Linked DNA regions of Mus musculus: regions 2 and 3 are each linked to region 1. The links are chromatin contacts, called in public HiChIP or PLAC-seq and Micro-C maps. All regions are on one chromosome and are shown on one strand. The core of a region is the stretch at or near the end of the contact, and the rest is flanking DNA. Distances in the headings are between cores, read along the strand shown. Region 1 holds the start of Ntn1 (netrin 1). Region 2 overlaps Stx8 (syntaxin 8). Region 3 overlaps Stx8 (syntaxin 8).

Region 1 (4,133 bases), core at 775-3,274:
TTGGATGCAGGCACTCTGGCTCCAAACTGTGTTCTTCCAAGTGCCCTGTCTCCTTCCAGCATACCACTGAGATGTCAAAGTCCACCATGGTTAAACATTTCTTGTAGTCCCTTTTGCCTCATTTCTGATTTATGTTATTTTGCCGTGTTTTAAGTACCCCTGTAACTCACCTGCAGTCCTTTCTACCACAAGGCAAGGCATAAATAAACAGTACAGAGTGGTAAACGACATAAACAGGCAAAGCTAAAACACAACCCCAGGGACCAAGGGTGAGTCCAGACTGTCCCCGCAATGACATGGATTTATTTCCTTGGGCTGTAGCTGGCCTGCCTCCCTGGAAGAGCTGGCTTGGGTGGCCAGCTCTCAGGAAGACCAGGAAGAAGGGCCTTCGTCCAAGGAGAACAAGCTGGGCCAGCCCATCCCCGAGGCCCTTTCTTAGGTTCTCAGAGTCTATGAAAGTGGAAGGAACAGAATGAGGCGGGCTGAAGCAAGGAAGCCCTTGGGCCAGAATCAGGAGTGGAGTTTTTCTGTCTGAGTCTGTTATTGAATCACATTCTAAATGAGAAAGAAACTTAACAGTAACTAGTTTCAAGCTCGCAGCTGGATAGATTCTCACCTCTGAACTCTGGCTGTAGCTGCAAGACAGCCAAAGGTTACCATTCTTGTTCACAGTCCTTTTGTTAAGGCAACAGAGAACCAGGCCAGAGGCTGGGTGGCCCGAGGACACCCCAGGAGACTGTAATTGCGCGAGGTTATCCATTAGACAAACGTGGTGAGAGAGCTCATGTTTCTTTGAGATGGGGTATGTTCCCCATGCTGGCCTTGAACTCCTGGGCTTAAGATAGCTCTCAAGCCTTCGGCCTCCAGAGTAGCTGAAGTGGCAAAAGCACACCACCCACAGGAGAACACCACTGCCTCAGGCCAGGAGCCCAGATTACTGTATCCAAATTATATATATATACACACACATACATACACACACACACACACACACACACACACACACACACACACACACATATAAGTAGCCAGAAATTTGGGAAAGTTATCCCTAGCCTCTGAAGCCTCCACACCCTTAGTTGAAGAGTAGAGTCAATTGGTACTATGCAAAGCTATTGTGGGAATCTCCCTAGGGATATTAAAAAAAAAAAAGGATCTAGGAGCTGCCAAGTCAGCTTCAGGGGACCCTGGGAGAACTGAACTGGCCCCATCTCTGAAGTTCAGGATAGACCTGAGTAGGCCACTATCCAGGTGCGTCCGAGCTTCTTGGCCTTTAGCCTCGAATCACCACAGCTTCCAGGCCTAAAAGAAAATTGGCAGTGACAACTCTGTGAGGTTTAGGCGCTGCCTCTTGTTGCCCCCCACCCCATCCCCTAGAGCCTAGGGGCAGAAAGTTCACATCCCTTTCCAGTTCCCCTTCCTCACGCCTCTGGGGCCGAGTGCCCATAGGGGCAAGGCCCTGAGCGTAGTGCCACCGGGGCCACCAGTCTGGGTTGGAGGAAGGCTGGACCTCTGCGAAGAAAAGAAAACAAACACAGATGTGTTTGGCTGGGACCGGGAGGGAGAAAGCCGTTCTCGCCCCCACCCCACCCCCACAGGGTGCGCGCCGGCCCTGCCCCCTCTCCGGGGTTTCCCCGGGCGCTCCTCTTGCTTTCTCTTTGTCTCTGCTGTTCTTTCTCCGGCTCCCAGGTTCCCACCCGCTCGCTCTCGCCCTCTGGAGCATCCCGGGCCCGTTGGCTTTAACTTTCTTCTTCCCGGGGTTAAAACTTTGCTCGTGAGCGGGCGGCTGCTTGCCGACGTTACTGGCCGGCGCCCCGCCCGGCGGCCCCGCCTCCGCGCTCCCCTCCGCCCCCCACTCCTAGCGCGAGTGGTGGCGGCGGCGGCAGCGGCAGCGGCAGCGGCGGGCGGCGGCAGAGCCTTCGGGGGCGTGCGTGCGTGTGTGAGTGCGCGCCAGCGAGCGTGAGTGTGTGTGTGTGTGTGCGCCCCGGGCGGGCAGGGCAGCACTCGGACCGCGGCGGGAGTCGGCGGCCGCGTCGTCACTCGGGAGGAAGAGGCGGCGGCGGTGGCGGCCGGGGCCGGGGCTGGGGCAGCGGCGGCCGCGCCGGGCATGGAGCTGGCAAGCCCGCGTTGAGACAGGACGCTCTTGCTAGCCGCCAGCGAGAGGCTCTCTGCAGTCCGGCGCGCGGGCTCCCCGGCTTGGGCCAGGCAAACTTTTCTTTCTCTTTTGCCATCACTTAGAGGTAAAGTCTCCTACGCGGAATCCCCAGCGGGGACGCGATTGGGGAGGGGGCATTTATAAAGGAAGGACCCCAGGTGGCAAGAGAAAAGGACGCTGAGCCCGTGCGTGGTTGGGGGATCTGGAGCCCTGCTGCGCCTGAGGCTTAAGGGAGCAAGGAGAATGGGCATAGCTGCGGATGGGCAGATGGGCGCGGGCTTGCTCTTCGGTTGGCCGGGAGGCTGGGGAAGCCGGGAGGAAGGGGCGCGGGCGGTTCAGGTTTGGAAGCCCCTGCGCTCGGGGTCCCCCGGACTTTGGGGGAGGGAAGTGGGCAGTCTCGGGGTTGGTACCCCGGGGAGCGGGGCACTTGCCCGCCACTCCACCGAGGGCTGTTGGGCGCGGGGCGGGCTGGCTGCTGGCTGGCTGAGCGCGGCTCCCCTCTCTCCGCAGGCGCCTGGTGCGGCGGGCGAACCGACTCCTTGGCGCGGCGGGGCCGGGGCAAGCTGGCCACAGCATGATGCGCGCTGTGTGGGAGGCGCTGGCGGCGCTGGCGGCGGTGGCGTGCCTGGTGGGCGCGGTGCGCGGCGGGCCCGGGCTTAGCATGTTCGCCGGCCAGGCGGCGCAGCCTGATCCTTGCTCGGATGAGAATGGACACCCGCGCCGCTGCATCCCGGACTTTGTCAACGCGGCCTTCGGCAAGGACGTGCGCGTGTCCAGCACCTGCGGCCGGCCCCCGGCGCGCTACTGCGTGGTGAGCGAGCGTGGTGAAGAGCGGCTGCGCTCCTGTCACCTCTGCAACTCTTCGGATCCCAAGAAAGCGCACCCGCCCGCCTTCCTCACCGACCTCAATAACCCGCACAACCTGACGTGCTGGCAGTCCGAGAACTACCTGCAGTTCCCGCACAACGTGACGCTCACTCTGTCGCTCGGCAAGAAGTTTGAGGTGACCTATGTGAGCCTGCAATTCTGCTCGCCGCGGCCAGAGTCCATGGCCATCTACAAGTCCATGGACTACGGGCGCACGTGGGTGCCCTTCCAGTTCTATTCCACGCAGTGCCGCAAAATGTACAACCGGCCGCACCGCGCGCCTATCACCAAACAGAACGAGCAGGAGGCCGTGTGCACCGACTCGCACACCGACATGCGCCCGCTCTCTGGCGGGCTGATCGCTTTCAGCACGCTGGACGGGCGGCCCTCGGCGCACGACTTCGACAACTCGCCGGTGCTGCAGGACTGGGTCACGGCCACCGACATCCGCGTGGCTTTCAGCCGCCTGCACACGTTCGGCGACGAGAACGAAGACGACTCGGAGCTGGCGCGCGACTCCTATTACTATGCAGTGTCTGACCTGCAGGTTGGCGGCCGCTGCAAGTGCAACGGCCACGCGGCGCGTTGCGTGCGCGACCGAGACGACAGTCTGGTGTGTGACTGTAGGCACAACACGGCCGGCCCTGAATGCGACCGTTGCAAGCCCTTCCACTACGACCGGCCCTGGCAGCGCGCCACGGCCCGCGAGGCCAACGAGTGCGTGGGTGAGTGGGGCGCCGTGGCGCCGCGGGCGGTGGGTGGAGACGCGGTGGGGCGGGGGGAGCTCCTGGACCTTGCAGCGGCGGGTTCTCCCGAGCGACGGAGCCAGGAGTCCGAGCATCGCGGGATAGTGGGTTTCGGAGACCTTACAGTTGCTTCGGGACGTGCGTTCCGAGACGTATGGGACCTGGGAGGGGTGAGATCAGAGCCATCTGCCCGCTCTGCCGACACCCGGTGTTGCATCCTTTCACCCACTTCGAAACCAAGAGGCGGCTGGAGAAGTGGCCCGGGAGGTCAGGGGGTGGAGGGAGTGGTTTGGAGAAAATTTGCCGACAGGTCTTTCTAATCCCAGATCCAAACGGAAACACATTCACTGCCTTCCTCGCAGTTT
Region 2 (4,133 bases), core at 1,151-3,650, 300 kb after region 1:
GAATACTTTGCTTTTAAATCATGAGTCAATGAATTATTTCCTCCATTAGCATTTCATCTCTAGTATCATTTCCTTAACAAAGTGTGATTATGACGGCTTTATGGACTTTGAACCTATCTGCCAAATTACATTTTAAAAGGCTCATATTGCCAGTGTTGGTTGGTTTGATAGAATTTATTCCACTTGTCAGTTACTATGACCTCAGACGGATATTTCCTAAGCCAGGGAGCCTAGGGGAATTCCCACCCTGCAGACCACAGCTCTTAAGGTGGGAATTTCCCTAACCACAGTCTATTAAGAACAAATTAAACACAGGTTTTGGAATACAGGCTGGGAAACAACCAGCTGATTATTCTAGATTCATGACAGTTGAGCCTCCAAAGAGAAATACCTCCTGGGAAGTATTTGCATTTGGTTCCAAGAAGCCCCTTCCATTTCTATCACATGTTGATTTGTGACACCAAGTGCTTTTGCATCAGAAGACAAAAGCCCACCACGTAAAGGCAGTACACTGGCAAGGGAGGCAAGGGAAAGCCGTGAGAAATACTGGGTGCTGTCAACTAGTGGACTCTAGAGTTCATAAGTTTTCTATTCTCATAAAATTTCCTATTTTAATGTCAATAGATCCTACATAAAGGCAGTACATATACTATATATTTTTAGGTGAATTTTATGGTTTTTTTTGTGTCATAATGGACTCTGGAGCTGTAAAATCATTATGACTTTACTATTACTAATAATACTTAAAGCCTTTTTTTTTTTTTTTTTAATAGTGAGCAAAGAACTTTTCTTTCTTTTCTTTTTTTTTTTTTTTGAGACAGGGTTTCTCTGTGTAGCCCTGGCTGTCCCGGAACTCACTTTGTAGACCAGGCTGGCCTCGAACTCAGAAATCCACCTGCCTCTGCCTCCCAAGTGCTGGGATTAAAGGCATGCGCCACCACTGCCTGGCAAGAACTTTTCTTAAAGCTACTAGTTCAGGGGCTGGAGAGATGGCTCAGTGATCAACCACCTTTGTTGCTCTTCTAGAGGACCCAAGTTTAATTTTTAGCATGGAGGCTCCTAACTGCCTGTAATTCTATGCCCAGGGTATCTGATGCTTTCTTTAGACCTCCATGGGCACCAGGTGTGCATGTGGTGCACATACGTGTGTGTGTGTGTGTGTGTGTTTGTATGTATAGTGAAACACCCATACACACATTTAAATAAATAAAAATTCTAAAGTTATTAGTTTAAATTCCTACCTATGGGTTTCCTATTGCAGGGCACCTGGTAGGAACTCCTGCAGTGCTTCTGGAAGCCACCACTCTGGAAGCCACTCCATGGGGATGTCCCCTTGCCTGTTCACACCTTACACATGGTGGGGCGAGGGGAGGCAGTGAGCAGGGGCAGGTTAGGCAGAAAGCAAGGACCCCTGTCATGTTTTCTCCGCACCTCAAACCAGAGCCTTTCATCTGGGTCTGAAATGTGCAACAGAGGCCTGTGCTAAGACCCTTCCCAACTGCCAAACAAATGGACAGGGAGCTCTGTGTACAAAGAGCCAAGAGGTGCAAGAAAGAGCTCAAATAAAGGAACATCCAAGGAATACTCCCAAGACGAAGCCATTAGACACTAAGTCAGTGTCACAAGCTCAGACCTACCAAAAGGCAACAATGTCACACCCTTGACAACACTAAGACAGAACCCTGACTGTTAAAGAAACAAGGAAGGCAGTTACTGTACACTAGGGGCGAGCTTTAGGAAATATGCCCCAGAAGACAGAAAAGGGCATAAAAAGGACGAAACATGTTAGCAAATAAAACTGAGAGGTGGGGGATAAAGAGCTGGGAAGACAGATGAGATAACCATCAAGTAAAAGAAAGAGGACTTTTCTCTGATGTGGTAAACACTGAGTCTTCCTGTAGGAACAACCAAAATGTAAGCATTAGGTATCCGTCGTGGACAGTGTTTATCATCTGCAGAGATTGCGCCTGCGGTTCCTAACATTCAGAATACAGATACAATTCTGCAAGCATTAGGACAGCAGCAAGGGAGGAAACTCCCCAATAAAGGAAGGACACGATCTATCACACAGCATCCAGGAAATACCAGCAAACAATGGGGTAAAGAGATGTGGGGACAAATGACTGTGATCTGGGGGGACTCAGAATCTAGCCACTCGAAGCCTGCATCTGCACTAACCACAGTACCAGCCACTAGGGAGACTGAAGTGAGGTGACAGCTTGAGCCCAGGAGCTGGAGCCACATGGGTGACATAGGAAGGACCTCTATCCAAAACAAAGAAACCATCCTTGAGGGGCTATGGTGTACTCACAAAGAAAGAGACCGCAGGCAACTGCACACGGAGTCAGAGACTACTCGCCCATCTCTGGAATGCAGGGAATGAGGTCATAGAAAAGGCATGAAGCGGGATCAAACTACACAGGTTTGCTAAAGTGCTTAGTGCCTCACAGGATGCAATCACTCACATCTTCTGGCTGTGGCAGGCAGCCTTTGGCCATCGTGCCTCTTAGCCGCCATTCCGTCCCTCCTGGATTTTTATTCTTCCCAGGCTGCACTTGCAGTGAAGTTTGTGGGGTCTGTGGCAGCATCAAAAAAATTGTCTGAGTCGCTAGCTGACTACCCATCTTTAATTTCCATATATTTAAAACCACCAAGAGCTGCCACATTTTCAAACTCCAGCAAGATCACCTGACTACTTTTTTTCCATGGCAGATGCTTTTGTTAGTAACTAGAGCATCGTGTCAGAACACAAAGTGAGTGTCGGCAAGACCAAACAGTAAATACCACATGCTAAACTCATTCCGATTAGCAGAACTATGTGGCGGAGAGACTTTGCCTCACGCTGCACTAATGCTCCCCGTGTGTGGATGGGATCTGTTGGGCCAGCTTCCATTTGCAGATTCCATTTGCGGATTCCATTTGCAGAGAGAGTGACAGAAAACATGATAAACGAACAGTATGTCATAACAAAGAATTACACGGGTGTATGTGTATATACAAATATTTCTGTTTCTATGTCTGTATATGCATGCATAGATTTATATGTTAGAAAGCATATTCTAAATTTTTTGCAAACATACAACATTTATGTCTGAACAACATGTCAGAGACAATATTGTAATATCACTTACAAAGGACATTTATGTACCACACACATACCATTTCCCCACCAAAATATTTTTCAATATTTTCAGTCAGGGGTTGTGGCTCATGCTGATAATCCAAGAACTTAAGGGCAGGATTGCCACCAGTTTGAGGCCGGCCTGGGTTATACAATGAACACCCTGTCCTTCATATTGTTTTCAGATAATGAAGAAATGAATGGGGAGGAGGGGACTCAAGTTGGTTGAGTCATTATATAATAACAGAAGCTATAAATCACAGTAGTCAGTGATACCACAGAGCTTGAATCCAGGGACAGCACAGCCATGAAACTAGGAGCTAATTAACATTTCCATATTGGTTGTGAAATACAAGTAACTCCAATCCACAGTTGAGTCAATTATCACAAAGTGTGTATTTTTTAGTGTCTGTGTAGTACTGAGGACTGCACCCCAGGACCTAGAGCACACAGGACAAGCGTTCTGCCACTCAGCTCCAGGCCCAACCCTAATAATCAGGATGCGGCTATCCCAGTCACATTTTACCTAGGCCAAGAAAGGAGGCTGGAGAAACCCTAATATCATCCTCTCCATCCCACTCCCCCTAATTACTACTTCCTTATCTCTCTCTGAAAAGTAACTCCTATTGTGACTTTCAAAAAACACACAAAAAGAAAAAAAATCTCACCTGTTTGCACCTAGTTTTGTCTTCTGTAAAAGGTCAAAGATTTATTCTTTGCAACCCCCTATGTAACAGATAATTCAGGAAGAATCACTAGCTGACATTAAAAATTGATGGAATAGCGTCTTTAAAGATCAAGTTTCATTGTATCAGTTTATAGTTAGATCCCTATAGAATTGCTACAAGCTTGGATTTTAACCTAAGCAGGAGCTAAACAACATAAAAGAAATCCACACTGAGACAATTGTAACAAGTAATGAAATCTAAAGTCAAAGAAAACTTAAGAGAGCCAAAGGAAAGATACACAGGTGTGGTTTTCTCAACAGAAATCACAGAGGCCAGAAAGAAAT
Region 3 (4,133 bases), core at 968-3,467, 270 kb after region 1:
CCACATCTGTGCAGTGCCACAGAGGCCAGAAGAGGATGTCAAATCCCCAGAACTGGAGTTATAGACAGTTGTGACCTGCCATGTGGGTGCTGGGACTCAAACCTGAGGCCTCTGCAAGAGCAGCCTCCTAACTGCTGAGTCATCTCCCCATTTCTCTTATTATTTTATAAGTTTCAAAAGAGTGAATATAAGTGGTCCAAACATTACAATCAGCATAATGGCACCAATGGATTTCAGGGCTGACGATTTCAGTTGCAAAATTTCAAAATTCCATAAGTAAACAAAAAACCAACCAAACAAAACCACCTTTTTAATTCAAAGAAGATGCTTACTTCATGATTCTACAAAATTCCTATATAATAATATAATATAGTATATATTAATAATATAGTACAATATGTATAATTTGCTCTCTTTTTTTTGATGTTTTTTTTTTTTTTTTTTTTTTTTTTTTTTTTTAGAAGATTTATTTATTTATTTTATGTAAGTACACTGTAGCTGTCTTCAGACACACCAGAAGAGGGCATCAGATCTCATTACGGATGGTTGTGAGCCACCATGTGGTTGCTGGGATTTGAACTCTGGACCTTTGGAAGAGCAGTCGGGTGCTCTTACCCACTGAGCCATCTCACCAGCCCTTGTTTTGTTTTTTGAGACAGGGTTTCTCTGTGTGTCCTTCTGGCTGTTCTGGAGCTCACTGTGTAGACCAGGCTGGCCTTGAACTCAGAAATCCACCTGCCTCTGCCTCCCAAGTAGCTTAAAGGTGTGAGCCACCACTGCCTGGCTAATTTGTTCTTCTTAAAGGCGTTTCTGTGCTGGCTTAAAAATATATGTGGCCGAGTGTGGTGGTGCACGCCTTTAATCCCAGCACTCGGGAGGCAGAGGCAGGTGGATTTCTGAGCTCGAGGCTAGCCTGGTCTATAAAGTGAGTTCCAGGATAGCCAGGGCTATACAGAGAAACCCTGTCTCGAAAAACCAATACACACACACATTATATATATATATCCAAGTCTTACCTATGTCACCAATCAACTTATTTCAACAGGTTAACATAGCTGATCCCGAGAACTAACTAGTACTGACCACTGTGGCAGGTGCTATCTTTGTTTTATCACCAGAATAACCAGACATATTAATGTGGCCTGAACATCCCACCCCTTATCCAAGCTGCTTGGGACCAAGAGTGTTTCAGATTTTTGCTATGTTTTTGTATTTTAAAATAATTTGCATAAACATAATGAGATCTTGTGAGGAAAGGAAGCAAGTCTAAACACAAAATCCACTTGGTCCATCTACACTGTGTGCACACAGCCTGAGGTAATGTGGCACAACTGTTTGGGTACGACTGCATTTTGACACCAACTTATCACCTGAGGCCAGGGATGAGATTTTCCACTGGTGCCATCATGTCTGCAGTCTGGAAGGTTTGGAGTTTGAGGCACTTCACAGTCTAAAGTGTAGTAATGGATGCTCATTGCCTTTGCTAGCTCCATTTAAAAAAAAAAAAAAAACAACAAAAAACAGAGCATGAAAGAGAGATACAGAGAGAGGGGCAAGCAACTCTCCTGTGCACCCAGGCTGCAGGTGGGGGTCACCCATGCTGGACTACACTGCTTTGTACCCATGATCCCGCTGCACCTCCAGGGGGAGCTGCAGGTAGATGCAGTGGTCCCAGGTAGGGACAGTGTCTGCGCAAGGTCAGCAGGGCTGATTTTCAACTGCAGCAACCCAGGAATGCTAACATCACAACGGGTGTCCGTAGACAACATTACGTGATGGACAACAGGCAGAGAAGTGAGGCTCCAGTCACTGGGAACTCCTCGTCTGCCCTTTCACAATTGGCTCTCTCCTCAGACTCAGACAGGGTTCTATTTTGAAATCTAATGAGGATCAGCCACACTGAATATTTAAACTGCAATTACAAAGATCCCACTTTTATGTAAATGTCTCTGATACAAGAAACAGATCTGAAAATATATCGAGGAGCCAGGGGAAGCTATCAGTCTAATTTGCCTTTACAATCTAGGGGGGAAAAACAGCATTGTTTTCTACTCCATGTTATCACAGGGGGTGGGGGTGGGGTGGGAGCTGGGAAAGGAAAAGGGAGAAAAACCCACAAAGATCTTGGTAAAAATTTTCAAGCACAGGCTCTGCACTGAAAGGACCACAAAGAAGTGCTTGGACCCTTTGTTAACAAACAAATTCATCACCGGGCCCTTCTCCTGTGTGGCCCCTTGTGATCTGGTTTGTATTTATAAGTAGAATTTCGCTCCCTGCTCAAGCATCTATGACTGATATGCCAGGCTGGAATGAGAGATGTGTACACGCCAGGGGAAACAAAAAGCCATTTCATGGTTTACAACCTCGTTTTGCCCTCCTTTGAGGAAAAGGACGATTGGCCGGCTGCTCTCCACACCTTGTTCACCGCTTCCTAGTTACACAGCCTGAGAGTGCCACGTGAACTGCAATCAAGTGACACTTGGGTGAGCGGAACAGATGAATTCTCAAGCCCTGCATATCTTGTGGGAGTGCTCGGACCCACATGGGAAGCCAGCCCTGCCTTTGAGAGGAGCTGTTCCTGAGGCTTTTGGACCATCTCTTTGCCCCTCAGATGCCACTGTTCCGAAGGCTGAATATTAATTTCCACAGCATTCCATACTAGCACTTATGAAAATAGGATTTGTTTGGGTTTGCTTGCTTCTCCTGATTTGTTCTCTGGTTGATTCTCTTTTGCTGGTACCAAACATGAACATTTAATTTTTAGTTTCATTTATTTTTAATTTACAGAAGTTCTATTTGACACCTTTTCAAATAACTGATGTTACATTTTTAGCCGGGCAGTGGTGGCGCACACCTTTGATCCCAGCACTTGAGAGGCAGGGGCAGGCGGATTTCTGAGTTCGAGGCCAGCCTGGTCTACAGAGTGAGTTCCAGGACAGCCGAGGCTACACAGAGAAACCCTATCTCAAAAAACAAACAACATTTTTATAGTTTTATGTTCTGTTTAGATTTTTTTGTTGTTTTTGTTTTTGTTTTTCAAGACAGGGTTTCTCTGTGTAGCCCTGGCTGTCCTGAAACTCACTCTGTAGACCAAGCTGGTCTTGAACTCAGAAATCCGCTTGCCTCTGCCTTCCAAGTGCTGGAATTAAAGGCATGTGCCACCACCGCCCAGCTAGATCCTTTCAAGTCTTTTAATTAAAAAGCAAAACTGAGAGGCTGGAGAGATGGCTCAGTTGTTAAGTGCACTGGCTGCTCTTGCAGAGGACCAGGGTTTGGTTCCTAGCATCCATATGATGGCTTACAACCATCTACAATTCCAATCCCAGTGGATCTGAGGCCTTCTCCTGGCCTTCATGGGCACCAGGCATATGTATGGTATATATACACACACACATACAGGCAAGACTCATACATATAAAATAAAAGTAAGTAAACAGCTTTAAAGTACAAAATTGAGGGCCAGTGAGAGGGCTCAGTAGGTAAAGGTGCCCGCTGCCAAGCCTTATGACCTGAGTTCAATTCTTAGGACCTACACAGCTGGTTGAGGTAGAGAACCTACTTGCACAGGTTGCTGTCCTCTGACTTCCACACATGCATTGTGGCAAAGGCACCTACCCTTACACACACACACACACACACACACACACACACACACACTGTAAAACAAAAATTTAAAGCCATCTTTTTTTATTTCACATCTGATCATTCCAATACTACAGGTCTATGCAGATTGATTCCACGGTCCACTGCCGGTTCCTGCTCATTTGTGGTCTTCATGTACGCTGTGTCATCGCCTAGGACAAATGCACTCTCCTGGGTGGGTGGGTGGGGGGGCTTCTGAGTTACTTTCTCTCTGCTGTGACTAAATACCTGACAACTGCAACTACAGGAGGGAGAGGTTTATCTGGCTCACATTTCAGGAGCTACTGCCTACATGAGGAAGGCATGGCTACGGGACTGGCTCCGTCCCATTCTCCATCAGTGGTTGAGTAAGCAGAGGTGGACACTGGCACTCAGCGAGTTTGGAGAGAAAGAAGGAAAAGAAAAAAAAAGATAAAAAGAGGACAGTGTTCCCTTTTTCTGCCTCCTGCTCTGTCCAGATATGGATGAATAACCTCATGTTCCTGCCACCA

Evidence for each region. Hi-C and Micro-C count contacts between places; a contact is called where the count stands out from the background. HiChIP or PLAC-seq counts read pairs in DNA pulled down with a chosen protein or histone mark.
Region 2: a contact with region 1 is called in a Micro-C map of embryonic fibroblasts, with 2.5 times the contacts expected there. The contact joins the enhancer-like site here to the promoter of Ntn1 in region 1. A contact is called at or near these places in 11 of 39 promoter capture datasets (the C10 cell line, cranial neural crest, embryonic stem cells and 6 more), 5 of 15 datasets of contacts at CTCF or cohesin (CD8 T cells, embryonic stem cells, large pre-B cells and 1 more), 38 of 484 Hi-C or Micro-C datasets (the C2C12 cell line, the G1E-ER4 cell line, the HL-1 cell line and 13 more), 24 of 115 datasets of contacts at active chromatin or transcription factors (the NIH/3T3 cell line, bone marrow-derived macrophages, cardiomyocytes and 12 more) and 5 of 9 other capture datasets (adipose tissue, embryonic stem cells, liver and 2 more).
Region 3: a contact with region 1 is called in an H3K4me3 HiChIP or PLAC-seq map of embryonic forebrain, with 4 times the contacts expected there. The contact joins the enhancer-like site here to the promoter of Ntn1 in region 1. A contact is called at or near these places in 13 of 39 promoter capture datasets (the 3T3-L1 cell line, the HPC-7 cell line, cranial neural crest and 9 more), 1 of 15 datasets of contacts at CTCF or cohesin (the NIH/3T3 cell line), 13 of 115 datasets of contacts at active chromatin or transcription factors (craniofacial prominence, embryonic basal ganglia, embryonic forebrain and 8 more) and 2 of 9 other capture datasets (embryonic stem cells and macrophages).

Annotation. Positions count from the first base shown.
Region 1 is chr11:68,384,717-68,388,849 of GRCm38.p6, reverse strand. Ntn1 (netrin 1) reads left to right here and starts at 2,024. Exons shown (of 7, transcript NM_008744.2): 1 at 2,024-2,240; 2 at 2,666-3,747. The coding sequence starts at 2,730.
Region 2 is chr11:68,088,303-68,092,435 of GRCm38.p6, reverse strand. The region is part of intron 6 of Stx8 (syntaxin 8); the gene reads right to left. Among named protein-coding and RNA genes, the nearest start is that of Stx8, 120 kb to the right of the region's middle. Within about 2 kb of position 2,400, at least 71 of the 459 cell types and tissues checked have an H3K27ac peak or open chromatin away from gene starts, as enhancers often do. A contact at or near this core is called in the C2C12 cell line, the HL-1 cell line, the NIH/3T3 cell line and 8 more, where this site is marked.
Region 3 is chr11:68,111,940-68,116,072 of GRCm38.p6, reverse strand. All of the region lies in intron 7 of Stx8 (syntaxin 8), which reads right to left. Among named protein-coding and RNA genes, the nearest start is that of Mir6406, 110 kb to the left of the region's middle. Within about 2 kb of position 2,217, at least 17 of the 459 cell types and tissues checked have an H3K27ac peak or open chromatin away from gene starts, as enhancers often do. A contact at or near this core is called in embryonic forebrain, where this site is marked.